Regions from separate parts of the Ovis aries genome. Here region 1 is linked to region 2. Evidence: chromatin contacts called from public Hi-C data. All regions are on one chromosome and are shown on one strand. The core of a region is the stretch at or near the end of the contact, and the rest is flanking DNA. Distances in the headings are between cores, read along the strand shown.

Region 1 (7,051 bases), core at 4,052-6,551, 150 kb after region 2:
TTGACAAAGGAGAAGCCCATTTAGGACCACTGGTGAGTTGCAGGTCAACAGTTCAGTGAATGTACAGGACATCAGTGAAGCCCTCAGGGAACACCGGTGTTGCTTCTCCTACCTGTAGACGTTTACCATTTTTCTTCTCATTTCTCCCAAATGGAGCTTCCCAGGCCACTATGGGGCAAGTCCATGATATAAGCAGGAACAAAGAATTTCTCTTGGTATTTTCTTCCAATAGTTGAGTGATAGGTAGCAGTTCTTTCCTCTCTGTTGGTGCTAATGCCAGATCATTCCCCACCACTTGTTGCTCTTTCTCTCACAAAGTTCTTCACACTTACACATACTTCTCTTGTCTCTCTGCCATGTTGAGCAAAGTTCTGCCCAATTCACAGCTGTATTCTCACGACCTAGGCCACCGTCTGGCACAGAGTAGGTCCCCAGTAAATGCTGAGTAAGTGAAAAGAGTTATAAAAAGACATTTCTACTAAAGAGAAGAGTTTAAAAATGCAAGTTGTGTCATGTCAGGTTTTTAAGGCCTTTACATTACAACATAGGTCTGCCATTCACTGAAAGCTTTCATCCATCCCTGGCAGCAGCCTCATCACCACAAGGCTGGTCCCACTTATGTGCCTTAACTCTATTACACTTTAAGCATCCATTATGCTATATGTTACTCTCTACGGTGTATCTTTTTGTTTTCTTGCCTGTATCCCCCTCAGAATATGCCTAGAGGGCAAGATCCCTGTATATCTGCGTCCTAGATTCAGGAGATAATGGTTAAATAAGTAAGCTTCCTTTTCCTGAAATTGTTAAAACCGAATCCATTTCTTAAACATGCTGTAGGCAGGATTAATCAGAAACAAAAATTTATAACATTTTGATAAGATTTCCCTCAATGAATATTTGTTGAAGACTGTTAAAGTATTCATCCATTGCAATTAGTGTTTTCAAAGGTCTCTAAGAGCCCATTTCCTGTTCTGAGTAAACTCTATTATCTTCCGATATCTAACTAAGTCTTATTTCACAGGAAAATGAGGCAAGCTCTTTCTGATGGCTCATTGAATACTGGTGGTGAGTTTCATTGAGAGGATTGTTTTCCTGTTTTCTGAGCCCACCTTCCAATTTTTCCCTCTAGTACTGTGTCAGGATTCTACACCATTCAATAATCCCTCACTTCCTCATGGCCTCACTTCCCTGCTCTCTCACTCTTTTTACCTGGTCCCACCCTACAATTACCATCTGCATATCCACAGTACTCCTCTCTCCTTTCATTGTATTCACCTAACAAATCCCCAACTCCGATACTGTCGATTTCCCACCTTCTCTTGTGGGATGTGTCCTTCCCACCATCCACACATAAACCCAATTGTAAACTATGCTGACTAGCTTCACTTTAAATTCTTCACCATGCATGCATGCATTTGCTAAGTCACATCAGTTGTGTCTGACTCTTTGTGACTCTATGGTCTATAGCTGAAGGTGCCTCTGTCCAAGGGATTCTCCAGGCAAGAATACTCAAGTGGGTTTTCATGCCCTTTTCTAGGAAATCTTCCTGATGTAGGGATCGAACTCAAGTCTCTTTAAGTCTCCTGCATTGGCAAGTGGGTTCTTTACCACCACTTGTGGAACCCAGGAAGTGGAACCTAGGAAGCCCAAAATTCTTCACCATCAACCTTAATTAGGCCCTCAGTACCCCCACTGTCTACATCTATATAGTCTCCTACATCTATACCTGCAGACTCTGCAATGAATTGTCTACATTCCGAAGGCCAAGTTCTGCACTTGGGCACTAGATCCCACTCTTTTGCTCTCAAAGACATCTCCTTCCTTTCTTGTATCATTAAATTTTCCTTCTTGATTGGATCATTTTCTCTACTATCCACAGTTATTTCTCTCATCTTAAAAAAGCAAGCTAAAACAAAAATATTCTCTAATAGCTTTCAGGTTTTTCTCTCTCCCCTTTGTTTGTATCTCTCTCCAATTCCTCTTCTCCTATCTTTTTTTTTTTTTTGGCATTTGCCTGTATGTGTGTGTTTGACTATGCCAAAACCTTTGACTGTGTGGATCACAATAAACTGTGGGAAATTCTGAAAGAAATGGGAATACAAGACCACCTGACCTGCCTCTTGAGAAATCTGTATGCAGGTCAGGAAGCAACAGTTAGAACTGGACATGGAACAACAGACTGCTTCCAAATAGGAAAAGGAGTATGTCAAGGCTGTATATTGTCACCCTGCTTATTTAACTTATATGCAGAGTACATCATGAGAAACACTGGGCTGGAAGAAGCACAAGCTGGAATCAAGAGTGCTGGGAGAAATATCAATAACCTCAGATATGCAGATAACACCACCCTTATGGCAGAAAGTGAAGAAGAACTAAAGAGCCTCTTGATGAAAGTGAAAGAGGAGAGTGAAAAAGTTGGCTTAAAGCTCAACATTCAGAAAACGAAGATCATGGCATCTGGTCCCATCACTTCATGGGAAGTAGATGGGGAAACAGTGGAAGCAGTGACAGACTTTGTTTTGGGGGCTCCAAAATCACTGCAGATGGTGACTGCAGCCATGAAATTAAAAGACGCTTACTCCTTGGAAGGAAAGTTATGACCAACATAGATAGCATATTAAAAAGCAGAGACATTACTTTGCCAACAAAGGTCCATCTAGTCAAGGCTATGGTTTTTTCCAGTGGTCATGTATGGATGTGAGAGTTGGACTGTGAAGAAGGCTGAGTGCTGAAGAATTGATGCTTTTGAACTGTGGTGTTGGAGAAGACTCTTGAGAGTCCCTTGGACTGCAAGGAGATCCAACCAGTTCATTGTAAAGGAGATCAGTCCTGGGTGTTCACTGGAAGGACTGATGCCGAAGCTGGAACTCCAATACTTTGGCTACCTCATGTGAAGAGTTGACTCATTGGAAAAGACTCTGATGCTGGGAGGGATTGGGGGCAGGAGGAGAAGGGGACGACCGAGGATGAGATGGCTGGATGGCATCACTGACTCTGTGGACATGAGTTTGAGTAAACTCCAGGAGTTGGTGATGGACAGGGAGGCCTGGTGTGCTGCGATTCATGGGGTCGCAAAGAGTCGGACATGACTGAGTGGCTGAACTGAACTGAACTGACATGTGTGTGTCTAGTCACTCAGTCATGTCTGACTCTTTGGGACCTCATGGGCTATAGCCCACCAGCCTCCTCTTGTCCATGGGGATTTTCCAGGCAAGAATATTGGAGTGGGTTGCCACGCCCTCCTCCAGGGCATCTTCCCAACCCAGGGATCAAACCCAGGTTGCTGTGGATCCTTTACTTTCTGAACCACCAGGGAAGCCTAAGAATACCAGACTGGGTAGCCTATCCCTTCTCCAAGGGAGCTTCCTGACCCAGGAATCAAACCGGGGTCTCCTCATTGCAGGCTGATTGTTTACCAGCTGAGCTACTAGGGAAGCCCCATTTGCCTGTATACCCTCATTTTATAAAAAGAAATATAAAAAAGTGAAAGTGTGAAGTCTCTCAGTCGTGTCCAACTCTGTGACTCCATGGACTGTACCCTACCAGGCTCCTCCGTCCATGGGATTTTCCAGGCAAGAGTACTGGAGAGTGGGTTGCCATTTCCTTCTCCAAAAACGTGAAAAAAATCAGTTAACTATGTCGATTCCTATCTGAGCTTTTCAAAAAAGGTGATTGACTTAAGATGATGGTAAGTTTCAATAACTGTCTATTTTTCCTCTGGAATAGTTGAAATCTAAAAACAAAATTATAAAAAATAAAAATACTTAATATAGTCACCACTCCAGATCTTCATGTTCTGCCTCTGCAGAATCAACCAACCAGGGGGGTTGAAAAAATTTTTTTTTAATTTCAGAAAGTTTCCAAAAGCAAAACATGAACTTGCTGCATGCTGGCAACTTTTTATATAACATTTACATTGTGTTAGGTATTATAAGTAATCTAGAGATTATTTAAATATATGGCAGGATATGTTTACATTATATGTGAACAGTAGACCATTTTACATTAGAGATTTCAACATTTGTGGAGTTTGTGGAGGATACTGGAACCAAGGGACAACTGTATATTTGCTAGACCTTTGGTAGGTACTTTGCTTCCCTTGTGGCTCAGCTGGTAAAGAATCTGCCTGCAGTGCAGGAGATCTGGGGTCTATCCCTGGGTTGGGAAGATCCCCTGGAGAAGGGAAAGGCTACCCACTCCTATATTCTGGCCTGGAGAATTCCCATGGACTGTATAGTCCATGGGGTTGCAAAGAATCAGACACGACTGAGTGACTTTCACTTTCACTCACTTACTAGGTACTTCAAATAATTTATTTCCTTTCATGTTTACAGCAACTCCATTTGGAAAATACTAACATGCCCATTTTTATAGATAAGGAAATCAAGGCTTAGAAAATGTAGGTAGTTTAAAGCTGTTTTCTCTCAGCTTCATGCCAACCAAGCACTCACTCCCACCACTACAACAAAGCAACTTTTGAAAAGATCACTACTGACCTTCGTGCTGCTAAATGCAATGGTCCAATCTCAACTCTCATCCATCTTGACCTGCCATCAACATGACACGATTGCCCACCCCTTCCTCCTCAAAACAAGTCTTTTCATTTGACTTTGAAGAGTCTCTTAGCTCTCCTTTTATTTCTGTGCCTATTCCTTCTCAGTCTTCTTTGCTGGTTCTCCCTCATTTTTCTAACCGTTGACTATTGGAATAGCACCAAATACCCCGTGACTCAATTATTAGACCTCTTCTACATCTAGACTCACTCTCTTGGGAATGTCATCCATTGCCATGGCTTTGAACCAATACAAGCCAAGAGCTTTCAACTTACATCTGTAACTGTACTTCTACCCTGAACTCTGGATCTTTATATATAAATTAGTTGATATTTCCATATATATCTAACAAAAATCTTGAACTTGATGTGTCCAAAATCAAATGTCTGATTCCCTGCCTACTCCCAACTCAAACCTCCTCTTTTAACAGTTTTCCCACCTTAGTAAATGCCAGCTCTATGCTTCTAGCTGTTCAGACCAACAACTTGGGAGCCACTCATGACTATTTTGTTTTCTCTCACACTTGATATCCAATCTATCAGCAAATCATGTTGGTTTCATCTTTAAAGTATTTCTAGAATATGACAGCTTCATCTGCTGCCATCCAGTCCAAGTCAATCAATTTCTCTTGGATTATTGCCAAAGTCGTCTAATTGGTGACACCGTTTGCACCCTTGCCTCTTCCCATCTTCCCAACAGAGCAGTCAAAATGATCCCTTTAAGACCTAAGTCAGGTCACGTCATTCCTCTATGCAGAGCCCTCTAGTGGCTTTCATCTCACACACCAACGTCCTTATCATGGCCTTAATGCCCCACTACGTAAGGGGAACACTGTCTTCCTCCCAACCCCCATCCTTTCCTCTCCCAGTACTCTTCCCCTCCCTCCTCCTTCTTCAACTACACTGTCCTCCTAACACATGTGGCATGTGCTCACCTCAAGAACTTAGCATTTACTTTTACCTTGGCCTCCTCCATGTCTTTGCCTAGGGTTCCTTCTGCCCTTACTTTTAGTCCTCTGCTCAAATGCCAATATACTAGTGAGGCCTTCTCCAGCCACATATAAAAATTAGTAACATTCTTTCCCTCATCCCAATCCTCCTTTTGTTTTCCCCTTACCCTATTGTTTTCCAGAACCTTTACTATAATAAATTATGTATTTGTGTCTGTGCTTAGTTGCTCAGTTATGTCCAACTCTTTGCAACCCCATGGACTGTAGCCCACCAGGCTCCTCTGTCCATGGGCATTCTCCAGGAAAGAATACTGGAGTGGGTTGCCATGCCTTCCTCCAGGGGATCTTCCCAACCTGGGGATCGAACCCAGGTCTCCTGCATTGCAGGAGGTTTCTTGACCAACTGAGCCACTTGTCTATATATTCATTGACTATCTCCTCTAAGCTTCATGACAGAGGGAACTTATCTTGTTCATCTCCATATTTCCAGCACATTGAACTGTGTTTGGCACCTAGTATTTAATAGACACCAATTGAATAAATAGTATATGAATTGCAGCTTTGTTACTATAAAATATGCTATCACTAATATTGTTATGATGACTCAAATTTTTCCTTGTTTAGCAGGCTAACTTCTTTTTACCCCTCAAGATTCTTCCTAGGAATTCCAAATTGCATCAAGCTTCCCTCACATCTCCATGTCTGTATTAGGTATCCCTTCTCTGAGCTGCCTTGACAGTTTGAGAGTCTCTGTTAGAGCCTTGGTCACATAAACATGTCTGTTTATCTGGGCACATCTCCACTGCTGGACTGTGATCAGGGTGTGGTATCTTTTCTTTGAGCTTCCTAGGGCCTCAAACAATGTTTGGCACATGTTACGTAGCCTACAGATATTTGAAGGAAGGAAGTAGGGAGACATCAAGGAAGAAAGGAAAGAAAGAAAGAAAAAAGAAGAGAATAAATGAAGATAAGCTTTGATTTTTCATTTCTGATTTAAAAAGATCCTTTACAAATTCAGTTAACACAGTGCAGGAATACTACAGACTTCTTTTTTTTTTTTTTTTTATAAGAAGTATGGTTGTAAAAAAAAAAAAAAACATTTTTAAAAGTTTGGTAAAATCCATAGAGCAAAAAGCCATCTTAGTTCAGTGGCATTAAGTACATTCACATTTTTATGCAACCATCTTTAGAACTCTCTTCCTATTGTAAACCTGAATCTTGGTACTTACTAAACACTAACTCCCTATTCTCCCTTTTATTGTTCTTGTTTAGTTGCTAACTCATGACCTACTCTTTTGTGACCCAACAGGGACAGTTTTCCCTGTCCTGGGATTTTCTGGGCAAAAATACTGGAGGGGGTTGCCATTTCCTTCTCCAGGGGATCTTCTGAACTCAGGGATAGAACCCACGTATCCTGCATTGGCAGATTCTTAACCACTGATCCACCAGGGAAGCCTTATTTCACCTTTACCCTAACCCTTTTGGCTATCACCATTCTACTTTTTTATCTCTAAGAGTTGGAGTATTCTAGGTACCTTATATAAATGGA
Region 2 (6,939 bases), core at 938-3,437:
AGGATACCTAACTTTGGAGTGTTCCCTACAGCTTCAGGGTGCTCTTTTTATTTTCACAACAAAGACTGTAAACATCTGTGTGAGGCAAGACCCAGGAACTCCTGACTGTGCGAGGCAAGACCCAGGAACTACTGAAGGAAAACTCATCTGTTAGGCCACTGAGGTCTCACAGAGTCTGGGTCTAATTCATCTTTATTTTCCTAATGCAGCGAGCACTTAAGAAATGACTCCTGGGGACTTCCCTGGTGGTCCAGTAGTTAAGAATCTGCCTTGCAGTGCAGGGGATGTGGGTTCAGTCCCTGATCAGGAAACTAAGATTCTATATGCCATGCAGCAACAAATCCCGCATGCCACAATTGAAGCCCATGCTCAGAACAACTGGCACTCTTATTTCTTCTGTAACTAATAGATTATCATTGTTAGACAATTAACTTAACTCAATAGGAAATGTTTCATAAACATTAGTAGCTACTATCATTACAATGTTAGTAGCTACCCGGGACGGGAGAGCCTGGTGGGCTGCCGTCTATGGGGTCGCACAGAGTTGGACACGACTGAAGTGACTTAGCAGCAGCAGCAGCTACTATTATTAAGCAAGAGACTTCCCTGGTGGCTCAGACGGTAAAGCGTCTCCCTATAATGCAGGAGACCCGGGTTCAATCCCTGGGTCTGGAAGAGCTCCTGGAGAAGGAAATGGCAACCCACTCCAGTATTCTTGCCTGGAAAATCCAATGGACGGTGTTACTTTTAGCCCACTATCTATCCAAGTCCATTGATATATCAATGTTCTTCTATATTAGGGACATTTTTTCTTAAAGCCAGGTGAGCAAATTCTTATATTTACATTTTGAATAGCACTTAATTATAAAAGCTTTTCTTACCTTAGCCTTTTAAAAATTTCTAACAATTGGAGCTGAGAAAGCTGAACAGCTACATGTTAAATGAAATTAGAACATTCCCTCATACCATACATAAAAATAAGTTTAAATGGTTTAAAGATCTAAATGTAGGATATGACAGCATGAAACTCCTAGAAGAGAACATAACTGGAACAGTCTAACATAAATCATGGCAATATTTTCTTAGATCAGTATATATAAAACTATAACTCATCCATAAAAACAGAATGAAATCCTACCTTTTGCAGTAATGTGGATAGACCTAAATAATATTCTGCTTAGTGACATATGTCAGCGGAAGACAAATATAAGCAATATCACTCATATGTGAAATCTAAAAACTAATACAAATGAATATATATACAAAATAAAAACAGAGTAACAGATATAGAAAACAAATTTATGGTTACCAATAAGGAGAGGGAAAGATAGAGGGAGAAATTAGGGGTATGGAATTAATGGGTACAAACTACTATACATCAAATAGATAAGCAATAAAACTTTACTATATAGCACAGAGAATCTAAGATCATGGCATCCAATCCCATCACTTCAGGGCAAATAGATGGGGAAACAACGGAAACAGTGAAAGACTTTATTTTGGGGGTCTCCAAAATCACTACAGATGGTGACTGCAGCCATGAAATTAAAAGACGCATGCTCCTTGGAAGAAAAGCTATGACCAACCTAGACAGCATACTAAAAAGCAGAGACATTACTTTGCCAGCAAAGGTCCATCTAGTCAAAGCTTTCCTTTTTCCAGCAGTCATGTATGGATGTGAGAGTTGGACTATAAAGAAAGCTGAGCGCTGAAGAATTAATGCCGTTGAACTGTGGTGTTGGAGAAGACTCTTGAGAGTCTTTTGGACTGCAAGGAAATCCAACCAGTCCATCCTAAAGGAAATCAGTCCTTACTATTCATTGGAAGGACTGATGTTGAAGCTGAAACTCCAATACTTTGGGCACCTGATGCAAAGAACTGACTCATTTGAAAAGACCCTGATGCTGGGAAAGATTGAAGGCGGGAGAAGGGGAAAACAGAGGATGAGATAGTTGGATGGCATCACCGACTCGATGGACATGAGTTTGAGTAATCTTTGGGAGTTGGTGAGGGACAGGGAAGCCTGGCGTGCGGCAGTCCATGGGGTCGCAAAGAGTCGGACACGACTGAGCGACTGAACTGAACTGAACTGACGCCCAATTAATTGTTCCAGCAGAGGTTTCTGCCTGATATAATCTCGTGTTGCCAGCAGGGGGCGCGCCCTCACCGAATTTGTTTAGAAAAGGTAAAAATCAGACGACAGACAGTCCGAGTGGCTGGTTATGAGTGCTTCCGCACGAACTATGGCCAGTGTTTGTAGTTGTTTAGGCACGTCTCTAGTGACCTCATCCCACTATACCTGATTCTTTTTGAGGAAACAAGTAGCCTGTTTGAACAGAACAGGCAAGGCAAATTAGTAACTGGAAAATTACTAAGTCTTTCTGCAGAATGCGTTGGGACATCCGGTATTCCCTTGAGGCTTAGAGTTAGGGTGTGGACCCTTCCTCCTCACCTGATGGCTGGGAAAGGAGACAAGTCACCCCTCTCAACAGGGCGCAGCCTCTCCTTTGTTCTGGGTAGGCTGGCCTTCATGGACAGGGCTTCGGTGGGAAGACAGGGGGCCTCTCTGGCAGCCTCCTGAGCCAGGAGATGTAGCCTTAGGAACCTCTGGGCTGGAGAAGAGCCCGAAGAGGTGGTGCCATGTGTTCTACAAACCCCGGAAGCAGGTTCTCCAGCACATCCTAGGTACTCCTGTTCCTTCCAGCCACGTTCCAAGAGACCAGTGGATTCAAGGCCACATTCCTGCCCCTTGTGCAAGGCCCCAGAGGACAAGGGGCTTGAGGGAGAGGATGAGAAAAGGAGGGCCGACTCTCTCTCACCTGCAGGCCTTCCCAACACAGCCATCAGCAGAAAGGTGTCCCTGATGAGAAGAGGAATCCGTTCTGGGATTACGTTCCAGAATGTAATTACACTGGAATTACATTCTGGTCACCATTCACTTATACCTTCATGGGTTCATTGAGGGGGTTCCCCAAGTGGCACTAGTGGTAAAGAATCCGCCTGCCAATGCAGGAAATGCAAGAGATACAGGTTCAATCCCTGGGTCAGGAAGAGCCCCTGGAACAGGCAACCCACACTAGTTCACTGATATTAGTGGGAGTGGTGTGTGCCAGGCACTGGGATAGGTGTTGGAAGTACCTCAAAGAGCCCACCAACAGCCATCTGCTGGGGGAGGCAGATCATAAAATCATAGGGATACAGCATAAGCTCTTCAGTTCAGTTCAGTTGTTCAGCTGTGTCTGACTCTTTGTGACCCCATGGACTGCAGCATGCCAGGCCTCCCTGTCCATCACCAACTCCTGGAGTTTACTCAAACTCATGCCCATTGAGTCGGTGATGCCATCTAGCCATCTCATCCTCTGTTGCCCCCTTCTCCTCCCGCCTTCAATTTTTCCCAGTATCAGGGTCTTTTCAAATGAGTCAGTTCTTCACATCAGGTAGCCAAAGTATTGGAGTTTCAGCTCCAGCATCAGTCCTTCCAGTGAATATTTAGGACTGATTTCCTTTAAGATTGACTGGTTGGATTTCCTTGCAGTCCAAGAGACTCTCAAGAGTCTTCTCTAACACCACAGTTCAAAAGCATCAATTTTTCAGCGCTCAGCTTTCTTTATAGTCCAACTCTCACATCCATACATGACTACCGGAAAAACCATAGCTTTAACTAGATGGACCTTTGTTGTCTCTGCTTTTTACTAAGCTGTCTAGGTTGGTCATAACTTTTCTTCCAAGAAGTAAGCGTCTTTTAATTTCATAGTTACAGTCACCATCTGCAGTGATTTTGGAGCCCCCCAAAATAAAGTCTGACACTGTTTCCACTGTTTCCCCATCTATTTCCCATGAAGTGATGGGACCAGATGCCATGATCTTAGTTTTCTGAATGTTGAGTTTTAAGCCACATGTATTACACAATGTGTTATACAAGGAACTAACACAGAGGAAAAGAATCTGGACCTTTTGTGAATGGAGATGAGGAAAGTACTGAGATTAGGAAAGGTTTACAGAGGAGTGGGCATTTGGAGATTCAGTCAGCCGGTCAACCAGTAAATGCTTACTGAGGGTCTCGTGCGTCGGACACTGTTTTGGGTACTGGGACTCATGAGGAAGAAAATAGTCCCAAACCCATACTCTTGTAGAGGTGGCATTGGGGTGGGAGACGCAGAGCATGTGTAAATATTAGTAAACATAATCAGTACCTCCAGGTTGGAATGAAAGGAACACAGGGCTGCTGGGTGGAGTTTGGTGAGGGGGTGAGGTGAGCTTCACTGAGAAAGCGAGATTTGAGCAAGGACTTCCAAAAGAGCAGAAATAAGCCCCCCTTCCCCTGGGTCTCTGTGGGGACTGTTCCAAGCATGCGGAGCAGGCAGGGCCAGTCCCTGGAAGTGAGACTGTCTTGGAAGGCGAGGAGGCCCATGTGCCTGGAGCAAAGCAGAGGAACTTCGAGGAGGAATCAGTTTCCAGGGGGACTTGCAGGTAGTTGTGACAAGTTTGGCTTTTGCTCTGAGAGAAACGGGTCACTGTTGGAGCAATGGTGTGCTGGCAAACTGAGTCTCAAAAAAAGAAACGCTTTTTTGTTTTAAGCATCTGCCAATGTCTGTGGTATAAATACTCCCACCATGCTTGTTCTAAGCTACCGATGTGACACAGTAGAGAAGGTGTGTGAGGGTGGCTTCCCACCAGCCGGGACCAGCTCCTCCAGCCCACCGCTGCTTTGGAGGGTTTTCAGAAAAGTGTGACACGATCTGACTTGTGTCTTAAGAAGGTCAGTCTGGCTGCTGTATTGAGAGCACCCATGGGTGGGAGGGAGGGCAAAGGCCAAAGCAGGGGCCGCGTTGGAAGCTAGTGCCAAGATCAAGCTGAGAGAGGACAGCAGAGACCGTGAGTCCTGGACAGATTGTGGGTGTATTCTGAAGGAAGTATATTGAAATCCACATGGTTTCTTGGTGGACTGGTTGTGGGGTGTGAGAGAAAGAAAGCAAAACAGGATGGCGCTGAGGTTTAGTGGAAGGTTTGGGGGTGATGAGAGGAAAAGCATTCCAGGCACAGGGAACAGTCGTAAGAGTCATGTCGTGAGCGCATGTTGCATTTGGGGAAATAAAAACACGAGGAAGGATTGTGGTTAGTGAGCCAGTTACATGTGCAGAGGCTGTGGTTGGGGCTGGACAGAAGAGTGCCCCCCACCAGAGAGAGCCAGGACTCAGTCTGTAGCCAGGGCAGAGGCCCTAATGGGATTTTAACAGAGAAGCATGTGCCTAGGTTCATAATAAGACGAAATAACTAAAGAATCCAGAAGTAGCAAGATCAGTTAGGAAGCTGTAGCGTTGATCAGCCCAGCAGAGAGCTGGCATCTCCCCTGGATAGTGGTGGTGAGGCTGGAGGGAGGAGGAGGGAAGAGGAGGGAGGGCCTGGCACCGGTTCCAAAGCCATCCTTGCACATCTTCCGCAGAGTACTGTGGGCATGTCATACCTGTTTGTTCAGTAAGTTAACTGATCAGCTGATTGACGTGAGTCTTACCTTTACAAATCTCCTCCCATTCCCCCACTTATCTCCCAACCAAAGATATCTTTTCCAGAGGACAAATGAATTTATTATATTAGAAATGTAGCTTAAATGCACATGCCTCTCTGAGGGGGCTGGGAAATTCTTAGTGTCAATCCAAGGGGTGACTGTGTGGGTAATCCTTAGGCCGTACAAGGCAGGATGCACACTCAACTGGGTATGAGTACATACCTACTGGTTGGCCATGATTCACTCTACCCATAATTGACAGAACACAGAGCCCTTCCTTAGACCAAGCCCTTGTTTCCAGAAGGGACAAGAGGCCAAGAGTATTGGGTGAGGACAGAATGTGCAGAACACAAGAGACTATAACTTTACCTGCTTGTTTGCTGTTGAAAATTCACGTGGCCAGGGTTATCAGTAACATCCACATCTTTCCCCTGACGTCACACCTTAGAAAAGGTGTGTGTGATGGGAGGAGAAAGAACAGGTCAGGACTTGGTGGCTGACTCAACAACACAAGACAAACTTGCCTGAAAATTCTGAAAGTTGTGCCTTAACAAGGCTGTATAGGATCATCCCAAGGCGTCATTTTTTTATAGCACAGCCTCGTCATCAGCAATCTGGTCCATCTATCTGGGAGGAAGCTGACTTTTCCATCCTTCAAATCTCTTCCCACCCCACAGATAGCTTCTCCTCCATGCACAGGGCACATGTGTATCCCTTCCACAAGGCATGTACCCCTTCCACAACACGTGCAGCTACAGACCTGTAGACTGTTCTGAACAGATCAGCAGCCCGAAGCCTGCCTACTCCACAAAACCAGTGATTACTTCCTCAGTGACAGTCGGGGGTTGTTTTTTAGTAAGCTTCGTTTTCGTAGTTAGCCTGCAAGTGTGAGCTCAGGACTCGACTCCCAGAGGCTCTTGGGGGTATTTACTCTTCTCAGACAATGGCCTGCACCCCAGAAAGGAAAGAGTGGATGCCACCTTTCATGCTTAGACTGTGAGGAGTGTATCCATTTGTCTCTCCTAGAGTTGGGCTCTCTGAAGAGGACGGAAGAGTGTGCATGTGTGTGTGTGTTTCTGTATGCACACGTGCCTGAATGTAGGTGTGTATCTATGTTTGAGAGAATAAACATATTGTTGTCTTTGTTGTCATTTAGTCACTAAGTTATGTCTGACTCTTTGTGACCCCATGGACTGTAGCCTGCCAGGCTCCTCTGTCTATGGGATTTCCCAGGCAAGGCTGAAGTGGGTTGCCATTTCCTACTCCAGCAAATCTTCCCAACCCAGGGATCGATCCTGTGTCCCCTGTTTGGCAGGTGGATTCTGCACCACTGAGCCACCTGGGAAGCCCATAAACATGTTAATATCTATATTATTAATTATTATCAACTATGTTATTAACTATTAATAACTATGTTACTCTATGTTATATTC

What was found. Hi-C and Micro-C count contacts between places; a contact is called where the count stands out from the background.
Region 1: a Hi-C map of liver shows a contact between it and region 2, with 3 times the contacts expected there. The contact joins two enhancer-like sites. A contact is called at or near these places in 8 of 16 Hi-C or Micro-C datasets (blood, liver, mesenteric adipose tissue and 3 more).

What each region holds. Positions count from the first base shown.
Region 1 is chr3:76,204,045-76,211,095 of ARS-UI_Ramb_v3.0, forward strand. No RefSeq gene overlaps it. Among named protein-coding and RNA genes, the nearest start is that of FOXN2, 62 kb to the left of the region's middle. Within about 2 kb of position 5,302, at least 3 of the 54 cell types and tissues checked have an H3K27ac peak or open chromatin away from gene starts, as enhancers often do. A contact at or near this core is called in liver, where this site is marked.
Region 2 is chr3:76,059,639-76,066,577 of ARS-UI_Ramb_v3.0, forward strand. No RefSeq gene overlaps it. Among named protein-coding and RNA genes, the nearest start is that of PPP1R21, 12 kb to the left of the region's middle. Within about 2 kb of position 2,188, at least 13 of the 54 cell types and tissues checked have an H3K27ac peak or open chromatin away from gene starts, as enhancers often do. A contact at or near this core is called in liver, where this site is marked.